2 separate regions of the Sus scrofa genome follow, and region 2 is linked to region 1. A link is a contact called in public Hi-C data. All regions are on one chromosome and are shown on one strand. The core of a region is the stretch at or near the end of the contact, and the rest is flanking DNA. Distances in the headings are between cores, read along the strand shown. Region 1 overlaps ANO2 (anoctamin-2). Region 2 has its middle 110 kb from the start of KCNA5.

The links. A called contact is a pair of places that touch in the nucleus more often than the background predicts.
Region 2: a contact with region 1 is called in a Hi-C map of embryonic fibroblasts, with 1.9 times the contacts expected there. The contact joins two enhancer-like sites. A contact is called at or near these places in 1 of 47 Hi-C or Micro-C datasets (embryonic fibroblasts) and 1 of 2 datasets of contacts at active chromatin or transcription factors (skeletal muscle).

What each region holds. Positions count from the first base shown.
Region 1 is chr5:64,905,725-64,910,225 of Sscrofa11.1, reverse strand. The region is part of intron 14 of ANO2 (anoctamin-2); the gene reads right to left. Among named protein-coding and RNA genes, the nearest start is that of NTF3, 150 kb to the left of the region's middle. Within about 2 kb of position 1,860, at least 3 of the 83 cell types and tissues checked have an H3K27ac peak or open chromatin away from gene starts, as enhancers often do. A contact at or near this core is called in embryonic fibroblasts, where this site is marked.
Region 2 is chr5:65,331,293-65,335,992 of Sscrofa11.1, reverse strand. No RefSeq gene overlaps it. Among named protein-coding and RNA genes, the nearest start is that of KCNA5, 110 kb to the left of the region's middle. Within about 2 kb of position 1,937, at least 9 of the 83 cell types and tissues checked have an H3K27ac peak or open chromatin away from gene starts, as enhancers often do. A contact at or near this core is called in embryonic fibroblasts, where this site is marked.

The DNA of each region.
Region 1 (4,501 bases), core at 611-3,110:
GATCTCCTCTAGAATGGGGAGAGAGGCAGCTAAGTAAAGCTTCTGCAAAGGAAGAAGTGTGTGTGTGTGTGTGCGCAAAAAGAGACATATTTCTCAAAGGCCGCCCTGGGGATGTGCCTGTCTACAGCTCTGGGGATGGCTGCAGCTTGCATTTGTTTGGAAGTTCAACCTCTGGATGTACATACTTTTCCCCAAATAACTCCTGAGGGGAAAAATAAAAGAGTGTAAGTGATACCAACAATCCTCGAAAGCACAGAGACATGGTCAACCATGCTCTTGACTCTGACCCTATTTTGCTAAAGCCCATGTCCTAGAAATCTCTGTTCAAGGAAATTCACCACTTGGGCTGTGTGTTCTCAGCCCCCATTTTCACTTTTTCTGGAGCTCCTGCAGCCACACATCAGAAGGCCAAAACCAGCGAGTCTGGGAAAACCCTGCTCATCACCTGTCCAACCTCAGAAACTCCCAGTGGTGCCTGCTGTGTGACCTGCCACTGCCACACCCAACACCGTGCATGGTGCTGCTGCAGGTCTCCTCCTGGCTGGGGGCTGGGAGGCACAGCCCCTAAAGGCTTCCCCAACTCCTCCCCCCAAGTTCCTTCTCACCCTCTAGGTCAATTCACTCTCGGAGCCATGCCTGGATTCCCCCGGCATCAAGTTCTCCACTGCCTTTCAGGATTGTGGGGAACCCAGGGGCCATCAGCGGAGCAAAAGCTGAACCCATGACCACACCTACTGGCCCCAATGCAAGGATTTGTGAAAATAGATCGACTTGAAGACACCAGAACACAAGTCAAAGCCGAGCTCTGTAACTGTGGTCTGTTACATGGTATGTGGTGCTGACCATGTGGTTTTGGGGAGGCTGAGCTCATCCCATGTGGGAGGGGACCGGGGGTGATAACAAAGCCTGCTACCGTCCTGCACTCAGTGCCCTTCTCAGCACTCTAGATTTGAAAGACCTCGTGTTGAAGAATGAATTCTTCTGAATATATGCTTCCTCAAGCTAAATGCTTTCTTTCAGGTTAGGTTTGTGCCTAGCGTGGGCCCCTGATGTCAGCAACCTGGCTTAAGGGAGTCAGCTTTCATACGCGTGCGTGGTTGGGGCGCGAGTGGGGGGCGGGGAAGTGCGCATGTATCTGTGTGCGCGCATGCGCCCATGCTTATAAGCGTGCTTGCAGGAGTAAGGGAATAGGAAAAGCAGCAGGGAGCCAGTATCTTGAAAATCTCCGGCAGGAGTCTAGCAATGAGAAAGTTAAAAGACAGCATGGGGCACTTAGCAATTATGATCAGAAAGAGCCAACGTTACTATCCTAGAACAGGTAATGTCAAGGTAACTTCCCTGTGTTTGGAGGTTCTACAAAATATTGTATTTGGATTTCAAGAAAGCTTCTTATGAATTTAATTTGTAAATAGGTAATGTCTCAAAATCCCAATGCAGAGCTCCTGCTGTGGCACAACAGGACCGGCGCTGTCTCTGCAGCAGCAGGACACAGGTTCGATCTCTGACCTGGTGCAGTGGATAAGGATGCGGGCCCCTCTGTCACATGGCCATGACTCCTGGATCTGCTCTGTACCCACACCGGAGCGCACTTCTGAAGGCCTGGCAGGCCTCTTAGGCAGTTTAAAATCTCCCCCTACTGCAACTTTGCACTCGACACTGGCACTCATCTGCTCCATAAAACACATTCTCATAGATCATGCAAACATAAACCTTAAGGCCTTGGGTCTTTAAATGACTAAATGACCTAACTATGTGAAAGCCCCAGCCCCGGACTTGGCAGAAAGTAGCCACTTCATACAATAAATATTAGTGGAACCTGAATGACCACTAAATTCCCATGTCAGGGAACCTGGATTAAACAGATGAATCATAAAGATTCATAAACCACGGCTGGGAACTGGCCTTTCGGAGCCAGCCCAGCCATGGTTTACTTTGGTAGCACAAGCCTTTTCTAAGCCAAGGGTCACTTCCTACTCTCTGGCCAAAGATGCAGAAATCAGTTTTCTTGGTGTTCAAAATTCATTTGGGGCTCAATGATTCTCATGGTGACCTGCCAGCCATGGCCAGGCCCGCCGATGGAGCTGAACCTGAAGCTTGAGTGGGTCCAGTAGGGGTCAGGTGGCAGAGCAAGGTTTGGAGAAGGGATGGGAGACCCTCTCCCAGGGCCACCATCATGCCCCTCTCCTGATCCTCCCGGGGCAACCCTGGTCCCTGAAGTGCCCTCACCAGCCAGAGCACCTCTGGACTGCGATCAGACTGTGCTAGGAAGTCACCTCTCTTTAGCACCAGCTTTAATCGATGCAAAAGAGGAGGACCCCCTGGAGAAAAAAAAAATATTGAGAGTCCAAAAAAGAAGGAGAGCTCCCTGGGAATTAGTCGTTGCTTTACTGATTGATTGGTTGATTGCTTTTTAGGGCTGCGTGTGTGGCATATGTAAGTTCCCAGGCTAGGGGTCGAATCAGAGCTACTGCGGCTGGCCTACACCACAGCCATAGCAATGCTGGATCCGAGCCGTGTCTATGACCTACACCGCAGCTCATGGCAACACTGGATCCTTAACCCACTGAGTGAGGCCAGGGATCGAACCCATGTCCTCATGGATACTGGTCGGATTCGTTACTGCAGAGCCACATCGGGAACTCCAGCTGTTGCTGTAGATGTGGGTACTGTCGCTGTGCGGTGCGGATCCATGGCTGACAGACAGACAGGAAGGGAGAGGAAAACTGCCCCGGGTTGGTAACTTGCCAAATCAATCGGCATGTACACTCTTTTCCAGGCCCCCGGGGGAATCTCAGTTCAAGTCCCCAAACAGCACACTGGGCTCTTCTCCTCATCTTTCCCCAGGAGCCAAGCCAGTCATTAGTTCCCTCCACATAAACACGTCGCCCTCCCCCCCGCACACAGCCCTGGAACATCTCTCCCAGCCACAGCACCCACAGGACTGCACAGCTCCAGCCAGACCACTGCTTCGAATGCAAAAAACGGCCACGAGGGGCCCCCAGCTCCCCCTTCTGTTGGGTGTGGCGGCCGCCTCTTCCTAGAAGGACCCCTGTCCCCATGAAAAGAGGAGAGCTCTGCAGAGGCCCAGCCGCCAGCCACGTCCATCCCACTCCAGCTGGGCCACCTTGAGGGCCGTGGTTCCGAGCCCTGGGTCTGGATCTTGGCTCTACCCCTGGATTTTAAGCCTCTGTTTCCTCATCTCTGCCTTCCAGGGTGGGGGAAAGTATAAGGAATAAATGAAATGATCCCTGCAGAATGTTTAGCAGAGTATCTGGCAGGTTGCTGGTGTTGGATAAATATTACTTATTCTGACCTGATGATTATGGCTCTGAGGAGCCCACAGCTGCTGTCCAGAAGAGAACACCACTGCCACCCCCATGGCCAAGGGCATCAGGCTTGAACTCTGCTCTGTGGCTTTTAGTTCTCTCCCTCCAGGCTCCCTCCTGCATTGCGCGCCCAGCCTTATTTCCTCCGGTTCCCCATCAGCCGTCTTCGGCTTCCAGATAGTGGGGGACCATCTGCCCACTAGCCCTTGTTCTCTAGTCGCCTTCATCATCATCATCACAATAAGAGCAGTACTGGTGACCATCTTCGGGCAACAGGTACCTGTGCTGGGCACAGTGAAGGTCGCCATGCCCACCTTCTCACTCACTCATACCAGCCCCATGAGATGGGCAGCAGCGTTCCAGCTTTAGGGCTCAGGGACAGGAGGTGGAGCTGCCCAAGGTCACTCTGGACCGTCCTAGGATGTAAGCTCTGTGACAGCAAGGGGCGTCTACTCTTGAATTCCCAAAGCCACCCCAGTTTCCTGCCCTTGATAAATATTAGTTGAATAAGTGACTGGACAGATGGGTGGATGGATGGATGGACAGACGGACGGATGGACAGATGGACGGACAGATGAATGGATGGCCATAACTGAGAAGCTGGAATCTGAGTTTAGGTAATTTGACTTCACAGTCAGATATGACAATCTCCCTGCTACTACCTGTGTATAAACCCTATGCGCCAGCAGGACCAGTAGGACCAGTTTCTTTCAGAAGTTTTCCTCCAGATGCAGCCCATCCTTTTCTATCGTGCTTCCCCACCATGCAAAGTCTCCAGCACACACGGGAGCCCTTGATTAGACCCTCTGAAGGCAGGGACCACTTCTTAGTGGCTTGGGCTTCTTCATCTCAGTCTCAGCTTAAATTGGGCACACTTCCTGGTTGACCAGCTTCTTTCAGAGGAACAGAAACCCTGGCCCTTCTCATAGGAAAGAGGATGTGAACTGCCCCTTCTCCTGATGCTCTTCAGGGAGGAGCCACCCTCGCCTGCATCCACCCGACCCAATGCCTCCCCACCAGCCAGGTCAGTTCTTAGCGCTGCACGAAGGCTGGGCTGCAGCACGAACTCTGCCCCAGGAGTCAGGAGTTCTAGCCCTGGTCCCAACCCTGCTGTTATGGCTGCAAGAATGTCTCCATTCTGGGACTCAGTTTCCTGCCTGTAAAATAAAGGTTCT
Region 2 (4,700 bases), core at 688-3,187, 430 kb before region 1:
TCCTGCTCAACCAAGGGCCAGGCTTCAGTGCATGAGAATCACCCTTCCAACCCAGAACACAGGGCTCTCTTACCTCAGTCCCCATCACGCTGGGGGCAAGACCAGAGTTAGGGGATCCGGGTGAGTTTGGGAGGATGTCATTGATTGGTGTTATTGTGTCCCTGGGGACAGTGCCACCCACCCACTCCCCCACCCTCACACCTGCCTGCTGTCTCTCCCTTTACCAACTTCAGATTCTTTGGATAAGAACCACAGAGCCCAAACTTAAAGGGTACTTCTATCTTTTCTTTCCCCAGAGAACATGCTATCTGCAGGTAACATTTAAGAGAGTTGGTGAAAGAATTTGGTGGGAGGCCAAGGTCAAAGGCAGGGTCTGAACCTCATTCCCACCAATACCTGGTCCCTTGAGAGCTACTGGTTCTCACCAGTGAGTGACCTTGCAGGGTCTGGGGCCACAGACTTGTCTTCCTTTTTCAGTTAAACCACCAGGAGAGCAGGGGAGGAAGACCTCCTGGGTGGAAAGCGATGCTTGTGGACAGGTCCTGATGCTCTGGGTCAGATGGTAAATGGGCCAGTGAGGCAGAGGGGACCCCAGGGAGGGACCCCAGTATGGGGTTCCTAGGGCTATCTTCTTCAACCAAATTCTTGCACCAACTCTTAAATGTTATCTGCAAATAGCATGTTCCTGGTGGGGGGGGGGCACCTTTCAAGTTTGGGCTCTGTGGTTCTTATTCAAAGAATCTGAGGTTGGTGAAGCGAGAGACAGCAGGCAGGTGTGAGGGTGGGGAGTGGGTGGGTGGCACTGTCCCCAGGGACACAATAACACCAATCAATGACATCCTCCCAAACTCACCCAGTTCCCCTAACTCTGGTCTTGCCCCCAGCGTGATGGGGACTGAGGTAAGAGAGCCCTGTGTTCCGGGTTGGAAGGGTGGTTCTCATGCACTGAAGCCTGGCCCTTGGTTGAGCAGGAGACCCAGCCTCAGTGGCAGCACGCCTGCCCTCTGCGCTGGGCGGATGTACCTCCGGCGGCTGGAGGCCCCAGTGCATGCTGGGAAATCATCGCAATGGCTTTCAAGCCTCGGAAGGTGTGCTGGTTCTACCCGGTTGCGGCTCGATATGCATTTGCCTTCCGTGGCTCTTCCGATCAGCGTTCGCTCTGCATTTCCTGGTCTTTGTGGTTTGTCAGCCCCTTAACATTACTTGAGCTCCGGTGGCGGGTGTGTGAGGGTGAATTATGAGAGTTAAAAGCCTCCCAACCTCTGGCATGCTGGAACAGTTCCCTGAATGTGGCTCCGTTGTGAGCTGCTGTCATCACAACTTATATCAAAAGCATCTCTTGCCCCGGGGACATGACTGTGTTTTGAAAGCATTTCTGTCCTATGTTGCTTGCGCAGCTATGTGGGAGACAGCTTCTTCCATGTCTGTTCGGTTTTTTGGAGAGGGGTTTCAGCGATGCCTCCCTTGGGACAGGCTTCAGCCCCCCAGGTCTGTGTGTATGACAGGAGCTCTTATGGTAGGCTCTGGTCCCATTTCTGCTGCCCATCTGTCGGGGGACCTTGGACACGTCACTGCTGTTTTTTTAACACCTCTCACCAGCTTCACATTTTATCGCTGGAAGCAGGAAGAGAATGCATTTTTTTCTGCCAGTAGGCTGAGAAGAGCCGTTCCAAGTACAAACTGAATGGGATCAGAGAATTAAGGAAGCCCGTGCTCAGGGAGGTTAGTGAGTCAACAGAAAAATATTGCTGTTGTGGATGTCCATCTGCCTATGTTTACCTCTTCAGCTGAGAAAGGGGTGAAGGGTTGGAAAGCATTTACAATTGGCAAAGATGGGACATGAGATAAAAGCCTCAGGCCTCTGGGACAGGACATACCACGGCTGACCCTCATGAGGACAGCTGCCCTGACAGCCGTGCCCTCCAGAATATGCTGTGGGCACCAGCCTGGCAGCCGGGTCCCTGGCTCTGCCTGATACCCAGCAGGGACCTTGTAACTATTTGGGAAGTGAGTGGACAAATGACTGTCCCTGGTTTGGGCTAGTGCCACAGAGAGGGCGTCCAGGGTGCAGGAGAGGGAGGGGCTCAGCAAGAGGGACGTTACTGCTACCGGTTGGCGGTGAGAGTGACACTTGTGAAAAGCCCAATCTTTTGCAAATCCCCACACTTACCTCTTACAGTGACGCCCTCACCCACGATGAGGTGCCAGCTCCAATGGCACAGAGAGGTGACCAGCAGGATGGGGGGCACAGATTCTGCAGGCTGGTACTGAATAAGATCCAAGACTCTCACTCAAGGTAGCCCATAAACCAAGAGCCAAGGAAAGTTCCGCCTCTGCCTCCTTCTCTTCCATAGAACCCTCTGGGGCTCGAGGGTATTGCCTCTCTAGTCAGAATACAGGTTCCATCACCCCCAAAACCTCCCTCATTCTACCCCTTGGTAGACACACTTTCACTAAGTCCCTAACTGCTGGCAATCCCTGGTCTTTATCACTGTAATTTTGTCTTTTTGAGAATGTCATGCTCATGAACTCACACAGAGTGTGACCCTCTGAAACTAGCTTCTTTCACTCAGCATAATACCTTCGAGACCCACCCAATTTGCTGTGTGTATCCACACTTTCTACTAATATTTTTAGGACTGAGTGGCATTCCTTCGTATGAATGGACCAGGGTTTGTTTATCCATTCACCTGCTGAAGGGCTTTGGGGTTGTTTGGTACTTTTGAGGATGACGCATGGAGCTGCTATACCTCTTATGCAGAGGTTTCTACATGAATGGGAGTTTCCACTTCTCTCAGTTAAATACTTAAGAGTAGGATTGCTAAGTAATTCGTAAGGTAAGAATATGTTTAACTTTATGGGAAACTATCCACCTGTTTTCCAGAGTGGCTGTGCCATTTTGAATTCCCACCAGCGGCATATGAGAACTCCAGTTCTTTTGCATTCTTGTCAGCACTTAGTACTGTCAACATTTTTTATTGAGCCATTCTTTTTTTTTTTTTTTTTTTTTGTCTTTTGTCTTTTGTTGTTGTTGTTGTTGTTGTTATTTCTTGGGCCGCTCCCGAGGCATATGGAGGTTCCCAGGCTAGGGGTTGAATCGGAGCTGTAGCCACCGGCCTACACCAGAGCCACAGCAACACGGGATCCGAGCCACGTCTGCAACCTACACCACAGCTCACGGCAACGCCGGATCGTTAACCCACTGAGCAAGGGCAGGGACCGAACCCGCAACCTCATGGTTCCTAGTCGGATTCGTTAACCACTGCGCCACGACGGGAACTCCTATTGAGCCATTCTAATAGGCCACTGCGCCACGACGGGAACTCCTATTGAGCCATTCTAATAGGCAACTACTGATATCTCATTATTATGATTTTTTTGGTCTTTTTTTTTTTAGGACCACACCCTTGGCATATGGAGGTTCCCAGGCCTGGGATCCAATCTGAACTGCAGCCGCTGGCCTATGCCACAGCCACAGTAATGCCAGATCCGACCTACACCACAGCTCACGGCAACGCCAGATCCTTAACCCACTGAGGAGGCCAGAGATCGAACCAGCATCCTCATGGATACTAGTCAGATTTGTTTCCGCTGAGCCACAGCGGGAACTCCTGGTCATGTTTTTAATTTGAACTTCCCTTAGGGGCTGTGATGTTGAACACCTCTCATGTGCTTAGTGTCCATCCATATTTCCATGTGGCGAAGTATTTGTTCAAACCTTTCACCCTAGGTGATCTGATATCAGAGCCAGCCACTTGACTCTGTACTAAAATGTCCCAGTGCAGACCAAACACCAACTAGATGCTCCTCTCCCAATTCTCACACAAAGAATTCACAATTGCTAGAACCGGATTTATTGCCACCTCCAGCCCCTTGGGACCTGCACATCAGAACCCTTGATCACTCTGTCTCTGAGGTGGGCCACAGAACAAAAAGCCAGTGTGCTGTCTTTGAAAGGGAAAAGTCTGGTGGTTCTAGAAACCACTCCTGCTGAAAAGAAAGCGGACTTCACTGACCCCAATTATCCCTGTTTCCTTCTCCCACTTACTCTACTGCCTTTGGCCTTGTGCCAGGGACTCTAAAGCATACTCACTCTCAATTCTTTTATAATTCTGTTCTGCCATTGTTAGCCTTCTGGGTATTACCCAGTGCCCATAAAGCATATTAAATTAATTTCTGCTGCCTCACTTGACATTTATATTTGAGAAACAGCTCCGTGATGGGGCAGGGAGGCTGTCTGGAAATATGCTAAATTAATATCCAGTTGAGAGATGGCAACCAGCTCCTTTTGATTACATAGAATATGTGCCTATTCAATTGTCTGATTGTAACTGCCTGGGGTCGGTTGGGACAGAGGCGAACTGCCCTCTCTAGGAATCAGAAGGCGGCCTGTCAGAAGGCTTTCTTCAAAGAAGGTAGACTTAGAGGGTTTTCTTCCTGCTTTCTAGGTTCATGACCCCATTGAGTTTGATCAAAATGGCAGTGGAGGCTTCTTCACATACCCTTCATCAGGATGTATGGGAAGTAGGAGGGAGGGTGGTCCAGGAGAGGAGCCAGTCACAGCATCCTTCTTATCAACATTTGCCATGTATTGTGCTGTGCTTTCCGAGCCACCAGCTGGACTGCACTGAGTAGAGATCAGTATCATGGGTGTGTCCTTTTACCCTCATGCTGACTGATGGGACCAGCCATCAGAGAGT